Linked DNA regions of Mus musculus: regions 1, 2, 3 and 5 are each linked to region 4. Evidence: chromatin contacts called from public HiCAR-type and HiChIP or PLAC-seq data. All regions are on one chromosome and are shown on one strand. Each heading gives the region's core, a stretch centred on a gene start, on an enhancer-like site or on the middle of the called end of the contact. The rest is flanking DNA. Distances are from core to core; before and after follow the strand shown. Region 1 holds the start of Atp5l (ATP synthase, H+ transporting, mitochondrial F0 complex, subunit G). Region 2 holds the start of Ccdc153 (coiled-coil domain containing 153). Region 3 holds the start of Ube4a (ubiquitination factor E4A). Region 4 holds the start of Pafah1b2 (platelet-activating factor acetylhydrolase, isoform 1b, subunit 2). Region 5 holds the start of Abcg4 (ATP binding cassette subfamily G member 4).

Region 1 (2,700 bases), core at 106-2,605, 1.1 Mb before region 4:
TCAAAGTCCAAACGTCAAAGCCTTTTGGTTGTATTGGTGTAAAAATTGTAGTACGTTGCTTCAGATCACCTAATGATTTTTTACTAAGGAAATTCTTTGGAAAACAGCTATTGGCAGCCTCAGGTTCCATAGGAAGGAATCCAGTATTTATAGACTCTGGCTGGCACTTTAAGGGTTTAAATAGCTCACTAGCTGGTGATGAAGGGGAGAAAAAAAAGAATTACTAAATATGCAAACAGGTTGGAAAGCTCAAAATTACAAGTTTTTAAAATTCCACCTCAGAGGGCTGGAGAGATGGCTCAGCGGATAAGAGCACTGGCTGCTCTTCCAGAGGTGCTGAGTTCAATTCCCAGCAACCACATGGTGACTCACAACCATCTGTAATGGGATCCAATGGCCTTCTCTGGTGTGTCTGAAAACAGCTAGTGTACTCACATAAGTAAAATAAATAAATCTTTGAAAAAAAATCCACCTTCAATTCACATTTCATAACCAAATTTGAACATTTGGAAATAGGACCTTCAACCACTTAATACAATACAGAAAAGAAGAAATTGTAAACTTAATCTCCTGCTTCAAAAATACAGTAATTTTCTACTCAGAAGAGAACTGTATCGATTGAACATACTGCTCAGGCTTATAACTACTCAGTGTTTATCTGAGAGACCGCGGTCTATCAGAATTTTCAAACAAAACAACCTCACGAATGCCAAGCCAAGGTTCTGAAGACGACTGCTGACAGGCGTCGCTTTCTGTGCTGACTGGGGAGGGGATATTCACCCCTACGTTCCAAATTCCCTTCATCGGACGCAGAATTCTCTAGGCTCTAACCAGGATGGTAAGCAAACATAACTTTCAAAGATCTCTCACCCGTCTTTAAAATTTCTGATGGCTTTCAAATACTTCGCTGAGACGCAGACCAGCTATGAGGTCTGATGTGTGACCTCTCTCTCCCCTGTTACCGACCTCCCTTCCCAACTCTCCCGGCACGGTAAGGGGGCATCACGGCGTTCGCGGCGGAGTGAGGCCGGGCAGAGTTACACGACCCACTCGCTCCCCGGCCGAGCTAGGACCCTGCAGCTTGTGAGCTCTAAGCAGCCGCGGGCAGGCCAGGCGAGGCTGCGGCCTTACAGTGGCCTCCTGGAAGCCCTCCCGACGCCCACGGCCCCTTGGTGCCGCAGCACAATCCCTCCCCTCGCGAGCCTCTCCCGGGCTGCGCTCACCGGCTACCATCGACGGTGCCTTCTCCGCGAAGTTACGGATGAACTTGGCCATGGTCTAAGGTGGAAGGTACGTCTCCCCGAACCGCCGGCTGAATGTCACCCCCGGAAGGACCCGCGGCAGGACCCCTTCCCCATTTCCAAGGTCAGGCTGCCCCTCTCTGTGCCTGTTCAAAACATATAGGTATTGATTCCCTGTTTGTGGCATCTCATTAGTCAGTTTACTTTGTTCACTCCAAGTAAAAACCTAGATATAAAAAAAAATGAGGCGCGATAACACGTGAAGAATCCTGAGATTCCTCAGGGAGCAGGCATTACTTGGGACAGCTATTCATGTTGGTCCGGAAGATCGGTGAAGTGGGGGAAATGCGCATGCGTTATTGGTTTTCTTGGCTTGATCGCCACATTAGCTTGCGGCAGTTTTATAGCTTTTCAGAAAACATGGAAAACGAGGCTGGAGGGCTTCATAAGATGCTTGTGGGCCTATACGTTCGCTTTAAAGGCATAGCAGGTCTGAGGTCAAATAGGAGCTTTAAGGGGCCACATAGGCGTTACATTATGTGACTCACCCATTCACCGACTTCTTTAATTGACTTTTTATAATTCCGTTTTCCTCCGCAGCCAGTATCAGAATTGGGATCCAATCCGGTTTTTCAAACAAGCCAGTAGGAGCTGTGCGGACAAGAGGAAGAAAGTCATGTGTGTTGAGGGTGTTGCACTGTGCCAGGCATTTTGTAATTTGGTGGAAGCATGCTTTGGGCATTATCCCCTTAGAGACCAAGATTCCTAAATAGTCATAGAAGGAGTCAGTTGCAAGATAAATACGCAAAGGAACATAAGGTTAAGCGTGGTGCTGATCTGGGAAGGCGTAGAGATTCTTGGTGTATAAGAAAATATACAAATTCCAAAGGCTGTAACTTTGACATTATGAATGAAAACAACAAAAACAAACCAGGAAACCCAAAAACTATGTAGGAAAGTAACATTTGATGAGGAGAACAAGTTCTGGAAAAGCCCAATCTTTAGAAGAAAAACTGAGGGGCTGGAGAGATGGCTCAGCATTATGAGCACTGACTGCGCTTAGGTTAGGAGTTCAAATCCCAACAACCACATGGTGGCTCACAACCATCTGTGATGAGATCTGATGCCCTCTTCTGGTGTGTCTGAAGACAGCGACAGTGTACTTACATATAATAATAAATACATCTTTTAAAACAAAACAAAAAAAAACCTGAAGTAAAATTCATGGGGTGGTTAGAAAAGTTAGAAGTGGGATCAAGGAATCAGTGAGGGAGAGACATGCTGCCTTAGACAGTGAAGTCAAATTAAAGCAGGAAAGATAACCTGAAACCCACATTATACCAGCATACAGGAGCCTGAAGATTGGAAGTTACAGGCCAGTCTGGACCGAGGTAAGACAGGCCAGCTAATTATGAGTATGAACATCTGTGACATTAACTAGAAAAGGTTTCAAACCCTT
Region 2 (2,700 bases), core at 98-2,597, 1.7 Mb before region 4:
GGCAGATTTGCTTCTAATAATATGCAACTGACCAACATTTTCAGGGACTAGAATGGACAGACATGCCTAAAAAGGATCTGTAGGTTCCATAATCCACAGGGAGGAAGGCTTGTTTAAATTCTATGTATGGTGACATTATGGTGCCCAGAGATGGCACAGGTCCAGACGGATCTCTCCCAGATGGAGGGAGGGCTTCCCGTCATGCTTTCTGCCAACAATCAAATTTTAATTATACATAAGATACTAAAAAACACCCCGTAAAGGGGATCTCCCCCAATATTGCCCAAGAAATTACCAACTGCAAACTTTAGGAGGTGCAGGCGGTCAAGCAAGTCCACTAGAGGGAGCCCTAAGCAACTTTATGCTGCAGGGAGCCTGGGGGCTGCTAAACCCCTGCCTGCAGATTAAACCTCATAAAGAAATAGTGGGAGAAGGCAAGATTGACTGGAGAGGGAAAAAGGAGTCCTGTAAACACTGCACTGACGTCTGGGGATTTCAGGAGCTACAAAACTTATACACCAAGAAATACAAGCTGAGCAAAATTAAGTAGCTGAACTCCAGACTCTTGTCTAATTTGTGTTCCTCTTTGTGGGTCAGCATCCTTTCAACTACCTGTGTCAGAACATGTTTCCCTCACACACCACAGTAGCCTTTTTGAGGCAAACCTTCAGGTTGTTGTTTAAAAAAAAACAAAAACAAAAACAAAAAACAAAAAACAAACAAAACATTTATTTATTTATTTTATGTATCTGGTGGTCTTCAGACACACCAGAAGAGGGCATCCGATACCATTACAGATGGATGTGAACCACCATGCTGTTGCTGGAAATTGAACTCGGGACCTCTGGGAGAGCAGCCAAGTGCTCTCAACCACTGAGCCATCTCTCCAGCCCCCAAACCTTCTGTTTTAAAGTAAATAATGTCACTGTGTTCACACGAAACCTCCAGATATAAAGTAGCTGTGATGGCCGCTATCCCTGCTTTCCCTATGTCTTGCAAAACACTGCTCTCCCAGACTGCAAGTTTGTAGATTCCTAGCCTGGAGAGTCTCCAGACCACAGGTAGTGCCTGTGTAGACATGAATAATAGCTATTCGGCTCCTAAGCCTCTTCTTTAGGGCTAGGATATGGAGGTAAAAAGAGAAGCTTTCCTTTGTATGAGCTGATTTAGCTCACCCACCTGCCTGAGTTTTCCAGTTGCCTGGACAACGTGCAGTATCCAGAAACCCAACATCCCAGTTCTTGGTCCCACCTCTTGAGGAAGTTTTACACCTTGGATTGGCTCCCAGGACCCAGGCTCCTCCCTAGACTCAATCTACTTGGGTCTCTCTTTACTGTCCCCATGACATGTCATTTCCCAGGGAGACACCACACAAGCAACAGAAAGTCTTGCAGGTAGGTAGGAAGGAGGAGAGTACACAAGTTGGGGAGAGAGAAGGGATGTCCAGAAGTTTCTCTAAGAAGCTGACTGCTGCACATAGGATTGTTCTCCCTCAGTGATCCCAGCCCTCCCTAAGGGTCCCAGAGACCAAGAAATGAAGCTTCTATAGAAGTGTAAGATGCACTGGGAGACTGGCACTCTGATGCTCCAGAAACCCCCAACCAACTCAGTGTAAGAGTCAGGAAAGCCTGTCTGTATGCTGACCTACATAGGTCTTCCCTTCGTCAGGACAGCGGGATGCCACCTAAAACCAAAGGAAGGGGGAGAAAAGCTGAGGCACGGAAGAAGAAAAAGAATTCAAGTCCTGGTGAGTCACCATGGGTGAAGGCCAGTGCCCCTGCATGTCCATGTCCACACCAAGGTCCTTAGAGGGAATCCAGCTCCCTGGGCAACAAGACAGAGGGCGTTTGTTTTGGTTTTGTCTTTTGTTCTTTTGACACAGGGTCACTAAGAAACCCAGGCAAGCCTCAAACGTATCCTCCTAGTCCTCCTAGTGCTGGGACAGCCTGGTGCTCACAATGCCTGGCATTAGTTAGGCATTGACACCACAGTTGGCTAAAGTGAGGCTCTCTTGCCCTCCTCTTCAGAGCCCTGAGTTCAGATTCGGCCAGGCTGGGGACCGGAGACTGCCTCTCTCCCCCTGGAGCCCCCTCTAGTCCTTTGCCTCTGTCATCTGTTTCACCCTTCTTTTGAGCACACACCAAGTACAAGGCAGTGAAGGCTTGGCTATGAATTTGTCAGATTTTGGCATTGGGTATCAGTGATCTTCCCCCATCCTGCAAAAAGTGCGGGAGGAAGACAGGGCAGGGGCGAGATCAGCGTAGCCTAAGACTCCGTGGTTTGCCACGACAGGTGTGGAGGCTGAGGCCAAGCACAGGCTGGTGCTGCTCGAGAAGGAGCTGCTTCAGGACCGCTTGGGTAAGGAGTGTGGAGCCTCAGGAGACAGCAGCAATGACAGGTCCTAGTCAGGGTTATCACTGCTGTGAAGAAACACCACAACCAAAGCAACGTGGGGAGGAGATGGTTTATCTGGCTTGCGCACCCAAAGCACTGTTTATTATTGAAAGAAGTCAGGAGAGGAGCTAGGAGCCTGGAGACAGGAGCTGATACGGAAGTCATGGAGGGGTGCTGCTAATTGGCTTGCTCTCCATGGCTTGCTCAGCCTGCTTTTTTATAGAACCCAGGACCACCAGCAAAGGGGTAGCACCACCCACAATGGGCTGGGCCCTCCCCATCATTCACTGATTAAGAAAATGCCCT
Region 3 (2,700 bases), core at 69-2,568, 1.0 Mb before region 4:
TGCTGCAAAAGTCTACATCTCTAGGAAGTGTCAACCATTGGACCCATACAATTCTCTCATTTTCTCCTGACTCAAGCTTCTACTTATATAGAGTGCTGCTAATCCTTTAAGGCCACTACTGGCTCCTGAGAGCATACAGATATTTTAAGATCATGTCCAATCCAGTTTTAAAGTAGAACTATTGGTAACACTGAAAAACAGATTGCTATAGCCAAGTTCTATGGCTAAGGTGGGGTTGGGTGTAGCTCTGTTCTAGAGCACTTAGTATGCACCAGGGCTTAGTTTATAACCCCAGCAACTCCCTACCCCAAGCCCAAATTACACTGTATTAAATTGTACTCCATAAAGTCTCTATTTTGGAATTTAAAAATGTTCCCAAAGTAACATGTCTACCTGGAAATACCTTCAGTGTTACATTAGGTGTCGTAACAAAAATCCTTGCAATACGTTTATCTGCAAGCTAGGATCTCATCAAGTGAAGCACATACACGTCCGAAAACAAAAAAAGAACACAACACAACAAACAAAACCGTCTCTAACAAACCCTGGCATTTCATCTTGGGCCCCATTTTATGTCTCTGGGACCAAAAAAGTCAATGACATTGAGACTTAACCCATTCTTGCTCTAGGAGACAAAAAAGAATCCTAAAAGGAACAATACTAAACACAAAACGTCTGACTCTATGGTCAATCTGAGAAATGTTTTCTCGACCAAGAAAAACTCGAGCAGAATCCAAAGAGCTACAGCTGGGAAGCCGTCACTCGCTTTAAAAGTCAACCTCTTGCTACACGCACCCTACTGGTTTGATTGCTATGAGTCGAGCTTCATTTTGTCTCCTTGGCATCTGGCACTGTCGTTCACTCTTCGTATTTTATCCTTTGGGGTTCAGTAACATTCATAGGCAGCAGGGAGACCCACCCACCCTGCGCAGGTCCTAGATAAAATAAGTCAAAAGACAGCCACAGCCCACACTCGGGCCTTTCCTAGCAGGGACTTGGCAAAGAAGAAGGGAATGTGCAGAGCCACCGGACGCCGGAGCACCGTAAGGGTTTCCAGATTAGACAGGGTCGAAGTTCAAGACGGACCCGGGTCAGGCAAGCAGTTGAGAACAGCAGGCATGCAGGGGCCTTGACTGGCAATTGCTTAGGAGAAAACCGGGTCGCAGCCTCAACACTCTCGTCCTCTTATACCTTGCCTCTTACCGGAGCCTGAAAGGGCAGGGACGACGACACCTCACAGCTACAGCGACCAAAAGGTTCTTACTTCCGACTCAGCAAGGCAACCGGAGCTGACATCATCGCTGAGCGCCGAGCCTGTTGGGTCTTTACCCCGCGCCGGAAGTAGGGCGGTGTCGGGCTTCGCTAATGACAGAGAAAACACCGAGGAGGCGCATGCGCACGTTTGCTGGCAGCTAGCGAGGGTGGGGGGCGGGCCGGAAGTGGCTTTGGGATTGGGCTAGGCAGCAGGGCGGGGCGGGGCAGGGTTGGCTATGACTGCGTGCTTTGAAGTTTTGTGGAATATGAAGCTAGACCTTGGAAATCCATCTCTTGAGGGCAGATACACTATTGTGGTGTCGGGCTCTGCACAGACTGTGACTTTTTGCTTTTTACGCTCCCTTCTGTCCTATGGCTTTTTGGAGCCGTTTCACTCGTTGTGGCTTAGAAGCAGTAACAATACCAACAAGGACAATGTATAAGACGTTTTGAGCAGGTATTAGGTGCCAGGCAGCGCGCTATTTTGGGTTGGTCTTAGATTTATCTATACAATGCTAACAGTATACAGCCTACAAGTCTGGTTAATTTTTAGTTTTTAATTTTGAAAAATATTTATGAGCATTGATTGGTGTTTTGCCTGTATGTATGTCTGTGTGAGGGTGTCAGATTCCCTGGATATGGAGTTACAGACAGTTGTGAGCTGCAATGTGGGTGCTAGGAATTGAATCTGGGTCGTCTGAGCCATTTCTCCAGCCTTGGTTCTTAGTTTTAGTAAGGAAAATGAAAATTAAAACTGTAGTGAGTGGGACACCGTGGGGCATGCTGTAATTCTAGCACTTGGTACATAGAGACAGGAGAATTGAGCATCCGAAGTCATCCTCTGCTATTCAGTGAGTTTGGACTAACCTAGGGTTACTTCAAACCAACCATCCAACCAACCAAAACCCTACCCTATTCTGAGATACCCCTTAAAAAAAATTATATTGGCACAGCTCAATACCTCAGCAAGAGATTGGTAGCATACATGCATAGGAGTACCAGGCACTTCTTTGCTGTACTTGATAGTGTATATCTATATAACTGCTATGAAGTGAGATTTAGTTTAATAAAATTACATGTTCAGATATTTTTCAATGATATCTTTTATTCTTATTTGTTACTAATACTTTACATATATTCTAAGTGACATTTATTGTTAAAGCTAGACCAAATCCCTAACAATGACCTACAAATAATGAGACAGGAGACAATCTTGTCTTAGACATGACCTCCCAAATGCAACAAAATCTATAAAATGGAATTTATCAAAAAGACTTTTGCATTTCAAAAGTCACCATTAAGAAAGTGAGGTTGGGGCAAAGATTAATATTATGTGTTGTGTAAAAAGCCATTGCTCTGAGCTGAAGAGATGACTCAGCGGTTAAGAGCACCGCCTTACTTTCCAAAGGAGGCAGGGTTCAGATTTCAGCATGCACCTAGCAGCTA
Region 4 (2,700 bases), core at 53-2,552:
TTTTGCTTCAGAGAGTTGGCAGAATTATTCTGAAGAGGAAGGCAAGCCTCGTCCAGAATGCCCTGCCCCGGTCTCTGGTGGGCGGCCCCCCAGGATCCAGCCCATCCATAATTTATTATCAAGTGCCCATGCCAACAAATTAATGCACAATGATTCCCTCCCCTGCTCTCCCACAAGGAGGCAACCTTTAAGTCTGAACAATGTGCCCAGAGAAGGAACTGACGGGCAGACACAAGCCTCATCCAAGGGAAAGATAAGCTTGCATTTTTCTCTTTTCCACACCTTTTCCTCTGGCCCATTCTCTCCACTCAACTCAACGCTGTAGAAAATGCAAGTCTAGGACCTGCTCTTAGCGTCTTGGTGCCCTTCCCTTTGTCCATAGCCACGTTCTTCAGAGACGCCAACGCTTTATGGCTTTGGGTTTCCTTAAGATCCGTATATACATGATGAAAGGCAACGTCAGCCTGGGAGCTATGGAAAGGATAACGAGTCACTCTGCCATGAGTAACTCAAACCTGGAGACCACAGGCTCTGACCCGCTAAGTGGACATGGACCACAAGGGCTGGGGAGAGGAAACACACCTCCAAGGAAACTACTCACTGACAGATGTACCTGGCTGGCGGTAGGCCATCGGCCAAGTCACCAACGCCTGGGCCTCGTCGCCGAATGAAGTGGGTGACCCTTAAGGCTAGCCTCTACCAATCCTTTCAGAGCCCTGACACGGGTCTTTGGGAAGTATAAGCGAAGGCAACAGAGAAGTTTCGAATGAGGAGACAATTTTCGACGAGAAGGGCAAAGAGCGTGATCCGTTAAAAAAAAAAAAAAGGCACAACCCAGTCACAGGCTTGGGCCTAGAGGTCCCACCCCGGGGATGGAGGGAAAAGGCGACAGCTGAGGCAGGAGGCCGGGCCAGGGGACCCGCGGGCCGCTCAGCCGCTGGCCAGGGTGGAACCAGGGCGCCGCAGGGCAGCGGCGACGGCGCGGGGCCCCGGAGGCCCTGCAGGGCGACAGCGCGGGGCGCGGCGGGGGAGGGGCGGCGTGGGGGAGGGGAGCCGGGCCTCACAATACCGGCTCGCCCGCGCGTCCCACCCGTCACGACGAGGCCCCGGCTCCGCGGTCCCCACGATGCACTCACACAGGCAGAGGGTCCGTGCGGGGCCCTCAGCGGCTGCGGCGTCGGCGGGTTGCGCTTCAGTCGCTCGCTTGATCCCGACGGCCGCGTTCCGGCGCGCGTCCCCTCCTCGGGCCCCAGCACCAAGCAGCAGCGCCTCCACTTCCGGTCCCCCTGCCACTCGGGCAAATGGCTTCCGGAAGTCCCGCCCCTGGCTGCGGGGCTAGTTGCGGGGCGGGTGCGCCTCACTTTCCCTCGCAGTGCGCGCTCTTTGCTTGGCGCACAGGTCTACCGTCCCTGCCAAGTACTGACTTTGTTCTCTTTCTTTCCCCGACTTGAGCCTCCATCTTTCCTGTAACTGCCTTCCTGTCCTGATAGGATGACGGAAACTATCCGGAGATGGCCTTAGAGACAGTGTAGCTTGACCTCTCGCTGACGCTACTCCCTTCTTAGCCACTGATTTCCTCCACCGATGGGATAAACCAGATTGCAGAGAATGGGGAGAAATAGGCCCGAAGTTAAAAGGGGCAACCCCTACATTTACCAGCAGAATTTCTATGATGATACTCAGAATTGTGTGATAGATACCACTCGGGGAATAACAGAAACCCCAGTCTTTACCTTAGAAATCCATCCAGTTTAGGGGAGTACATAGAGAGTCAATGTAGAGATTAGATGCTAACGGCTGGATAAGTGCAGGACAGATCAGCGCCAAGAGGAGGGGCAAGAGATTGCGTCATCATTAGCAGGGAAACTTGGTGGAGCAGTGCCAGGGCTGGCTCTTTAATGATGGATAGGATTCATTCAAACTCATAATAGTGAATTGCAGAGCATTCCAGGACTCTGAAACTGATTGAGAATGTTCTTGAAACCTGTAAGCCTAAATTATCGAGATAATAAAATAAAATTTCAAATCACTTATGTGCTGCTTGTATTATCTCGAATGCAAAATAAAAATTTCAAGATAATGACTTTGTCACTGCCTCCATAACTCTTCTGCAGATATTCCAGTTACATATGGTACACTAGCAAGATCTCAGTAAGTGCTGTTTTAAGTGTTTTGATCAAGAGAATATCGTAAAGGGTTATTTAAACAGTTTAGTATTAAATACACTGTTAAGAGAAACAACTTGAATTGGTTTCCAATGATAAAGCCCTATGTCTGGGTTGTTTTTGTCAATGACACAAATCAGGGTCATTTGAGGAAGGGAACTTTAAAAATGCCTTCATCCGATTGGCATGTAGGCAGTCTATGAGGGTATTTTCTTGATTAATAATTGATGGGCGTATCCCACTGTGAGTGGTGCCACTTGGCGAAGGTGGCCCTGAGTTGAGTTGTATAAGAGCACACAGTCAGTCAGTAAGAAACGACATTCTATAGCTCCAGTTCCTACCCTGACTTCTCTCTGTGACAGCTGTGATCTGAGAGCTGTAAAGGAAGTAAGTCCTTTCCTCTCCACTTGGCTTTTAGTCATGGTGTTCCCCCTTCTCTCTCTCTCTCTCTCTCTCTCTCTCTCTCTGTCTCTCTGACACACACACACATTTTGATACTATCTTTTATTCATAAGAAACCTTGATTGATTGCTTG
Region 5 (2,700 bases), core at 118-2,617, 1.7 Mb before region 4:
AGAGAGAGAGAGAGAGAGAGAGAGAGGACTGAGAGAGAGAGAGGACTGAGAGAGAGAGAAGACTGAGAAAGAGAAGACTAAGAGAGAGAAGAGACTGAGAGAGAGAAGACTGAGAGAGACTGAGAGATTGAGAGGTCATAGGGTCTATTTAGAAGAAAAAGCTTCAATAGCTGTTTGAACTCCCATAGTGCTGGCAGATGTGGGGAGCAGGGATCTTGTACCTCAACTGCAGTTGTGCAGTGAGGGTTAGGGCCCACAAAGCTCGCAGAGTAGGGTATCCCCAGGACTTATGCTCCTGGAAAGGCAACTCAGGGAGAGTCCCATGGGGCTGCCACCTACCCCGTTTGCGCCAGCAGGGCCCCTCCCGCACGGAATAGGACAGTTCCACGAACTCGATGTCCACAGCAGAGCGCTTGGGCAGGTGAGAGAAGCGCTGTGCTTCTGTGATATGGTTCTCCACCTTCTTTAGGTGCGTGGTCAGCACAGGGGGCTCTGCCCCGTCCTCCAGTGTCACAGCCATGGCCACAGCCCCAGGGCCCAGTCCACAGCCCACGGCCTCCAATGCCTTCTCCGCCATCACGCAGCCGGCCTGCAGGAGAGGGCCTGCTTAGCTCCGGGCAGACCCTCCAGCCCTTGCTCAAGGCGCCATAGCTTTCCGATGCTGCCCCGCCTCCACTCCTCCCACCCCAGCCTCCTTCTCCGGGCAGATCCCCCAACTGTCCGCACCCCTTTTCCCGCCGGGTCTTATGCACTCGGGCAGCACACACCCGGTGGTGCAGTGACACTCAGTTGCGACCTCGCCTCGTTCCTTGGCAGTCTCAGCCTGGCCTTGCTCGCCTGGCCCATCGAAGCTGTGCCCGCTCCTCCCTCCCCGCCGCGGCCTTAATCTCCTTACCCCACAGACAAGCAGTCCCTGGGGGCCGGGCGAGGGTAACCACCCGCTCGGAGGTCGGGGAAGCTAGGAGGCACAGGGTGGGCCGGGGGAGGCTCTGGCCTCGGCTCCGAGCCCCTCTCTGCACGGACTGGCACCGCTCCTCGGCCGGCCTCCCCATCCCGCTCCTCCGGACTGTTCCCCCAAACAGCGACAGACCCCAGACCCTCCAAGCCGACCCTCTTGTCCCCTGCTCGCCTGGTCACCTTGACGCGTCTCCGGCCGCTGCGACGCAAGGATGCTCAGCAGAGATGCTCAACCGGGATGTTCGACCCGGATGCTCAGCGTTGCGGCGCGGGAGGTGGACACTCCGGCTCTCTTCACCTGCCTCTGGCTGCGGCACCCGCGCCCCGGCTCCCTGTCCCGGTGGCCCGGGCCGGGGCGGGGCTAGGCCAGGGCGGGCAGTAGAGGAAGGCAGGGCTCGGGTCAGAAAGGATGACACAGTTGCGGAGAGATGGTTGAGGTCCCGCCGCGATCCCACTTGGATGAACCCGCCGGGTTCTCGTAGTCTGGTCCCCAGCGCCTGTCCTCTGGACCTAGTCGGGCGGCAGTGTTCTCTTCCAAGCTTCTGCTCGCTGGTCCTGCTGCTCTTAAAGGGCCCGTACTGCCCCTCACTCCGCGAGTAGCAAGGATGGAGGTGGTGAAAGCTATGCCTGCAGAGTTGGGGCCCGAATGGGGCCCTTTTTTGGACCTAGGACTGAGGTCAACCCGGAGGTCACCAAGGGAGGGAGACTTGATGTTACTCAGAGAGGCAGGTCCTTGAGCGGTAGGTGCCCAGGGGGGTTGGGAAGCTGTCGGTCTATCTGCATACACAAACCCCTCATTGCTTATCTCTTGCAGTTCAGCTTTGGAGCGCAGCCCCACCCAACCCTAAAGTACAAAGGACTTGAATGTATAATTCTTGAGACTTTGAGACAGCCTCTCACGCCTCTTCACATCCCCCCTCTCTAAGGGCTCAAGAGGACACTAGTTATGAAGAGACAGGGGATAGTAGTTATGACAAAGCCTGCAGGCAGCTCCAAGGTTAACCTTGACCCAGTCACAGCCTGCTTTGGCCATCAAAGTCTTTATTCTATTCGACCAGCCAGATTCAGGTCTCCAAGCCAGTATAGGCTGATCTAAGAGGCTGCAGTCCATACATACACAAAGCTCTTCAGATTCTGTCTTGGACGGCTTTTCATAGACATGGACATTCTCTCTCACCTACAAGCGTGGCTGGGTCCTCAGAGCGCTTACACCGCCCCCGCCCCCGCACCCCGCCTACTTGCTTTGGCCCTTTCTCAATTACTCTTGGCTCCTGCCTGCCCTATCCTCTATTTCTTTAAGGGGTCAGTAAGTCACGTGACCTGAGCTTTTTAGTTCCCGCCTGTCACATGCAGAGACAGATAGGAGGTAGGTAGGCTTAGGTTCTGGGTACTGCTTCCACTGCTACTGCAGCGGAAGATGCTAATAATCCAACACCAGCCCCCAACCCTCGCCCAAACCTCTCTGCAGCCCAGGAAACTAGCGACCCTGCAGGACATGTCCACACCCACCCTGAGACTATGAGGTTCATGGGGGTTTGGGATCCAATCTTTCCCAATTTCCCTTCATCCCTGTCTCACCTATGGTCATTCCTCAGGACCAATCTTCGAATTTTCCAGATGGACCCTCTATTCTTCAAGTTAATCTCCAATACCTCATGATAGACAATACCCCAATGATTGCTTTGTATGTAAGCGCGCGCGCGTGCGTTAGGGTCTCACTAACTCAGGCTGTTGCTGAGGCTG

Evidence for each region. HiCAR-type assays count read pairs that join an accessible place to other places. HiChIP or PLAC-seq counts read pairs in DNA pulled down with a chosen protein or histone mark.
Region 1: an H3K4me3 HiChIP or PLAC-seq map of embryonic forebrain shows a contact between it and region 4, with 2.9 times the contacts expected there. The contact joins the promoter of Atp5l here to the promoter of Pafah1b2 in region 4. A contact is called at or near these places in 2 of 39 promoter capture datasets (liver and neutrophils) and 1 of 115 datasets of contacts at active chromatin or transcription factors (embryonic forebrain).
Region 2: a contact with region 4 is called in a HiCAR-type map of astrocytes, with 6 times the contacts expected there. The contact joins the promoter of Ccdc153 here to the promoter of Pafah1b2 in region 4. A contact is called at or near these places in 2 of 39 promoter capture datasets (the HPC-7 cell line and pre-B cells) and 1 of 115 datasets of contacts at active chromatin or transcription factors (astrocytes).
Region 3: a contact with region 4 is called in a HiCAR-type map of astrocytes, with 2.3 times the contacts expected there. The contact joins the promoter of Ube4a here to the promoter of Pafah1b2 in region 4. A contact is called at or near these places in 1 of 39 promoter capture datasets (pre-B cells) and 1 of 115 datasets of contacts at active chromatin or transcription factors (astrocytes).
Region 5: an H3K27ac HiChIP or PLAC-seq map of large pre-B cells shows a contact between it and region 4, with 4 times the contacts expected there. The contact joins the promoter of Abcg4 here to the promoter of Pafah1b2 in region 4. A contact is called at or near these places in 1 of 39 promoter capture datasets (neutrophils) and 1 of 115 datasets of contacts at active chromatin or transcription factors (large pre-B cells).

The regions. Positions count from the first base shown.
Region 1 is chr9:44,919,387-44,922,086 of GRCm38.p6, forward strand. Atp5l (ATP synthase, H+ transporting, mitochondrial F0 complex, subunit G) reads right to left here and starts at 1,356. Exons shown (of 3, transcript NM_013795.5): 1 at 1,224-1,356. The coding sequence starts at 1,275. Gm30934 (a long non-coding RNA gene) reads left to right here and starts at 1,341. Exons shown (of 2, transcript XR_379340.4): 1 at 1,341-1,731; 2 at 1,842-2,700.
Region 2 is chr9:44,239,330-44,242,029 of GRCm38.p6, forward strand. Ccdc153 (coiled-coil domain containing 153) reads left to right here and starts at 1,348. Exons shown (of 7, transcript NM_001081369.2): 1 at 1,348-1,394; 2 at 1,669-1,747; 3 at 2,293-2,358. The coding sequence starts at 1,678.
Region 3 is chr9:44,964,282-44,966,981 of GRCm38.p6, forward strand. Ube4a (ubiquitination factor E4A) reads right to left here and starts at 1,319. Exons shown (of 21, transcript NM_001346698.1): 1 at 1,204-1,319.
Region 4 is chr9:45,983,569-45,986,268 of GRCm38.p6, forward strand. It overlaps Pafah1b2 (platelet-activating factor acetylhydrolase, isoform 1b, subunit 2), which reads right to left and starts at 1,303. Exons shown (of 6, transcript NM_008775.3): 1 at 1,137-1,303.
Region 5 is chr9:44,286,877-44,289,576 of GRCm38.p6, forward strand. It overlaps Abcg4 (ATP binding cassette subfamily G member 4), which reads right to left and starts at 1,368. Exons shown (of 15, transcript NM_138955.3): 1 at 1,138-1,368; 2 at 340-589. The coding sequence starts at 577.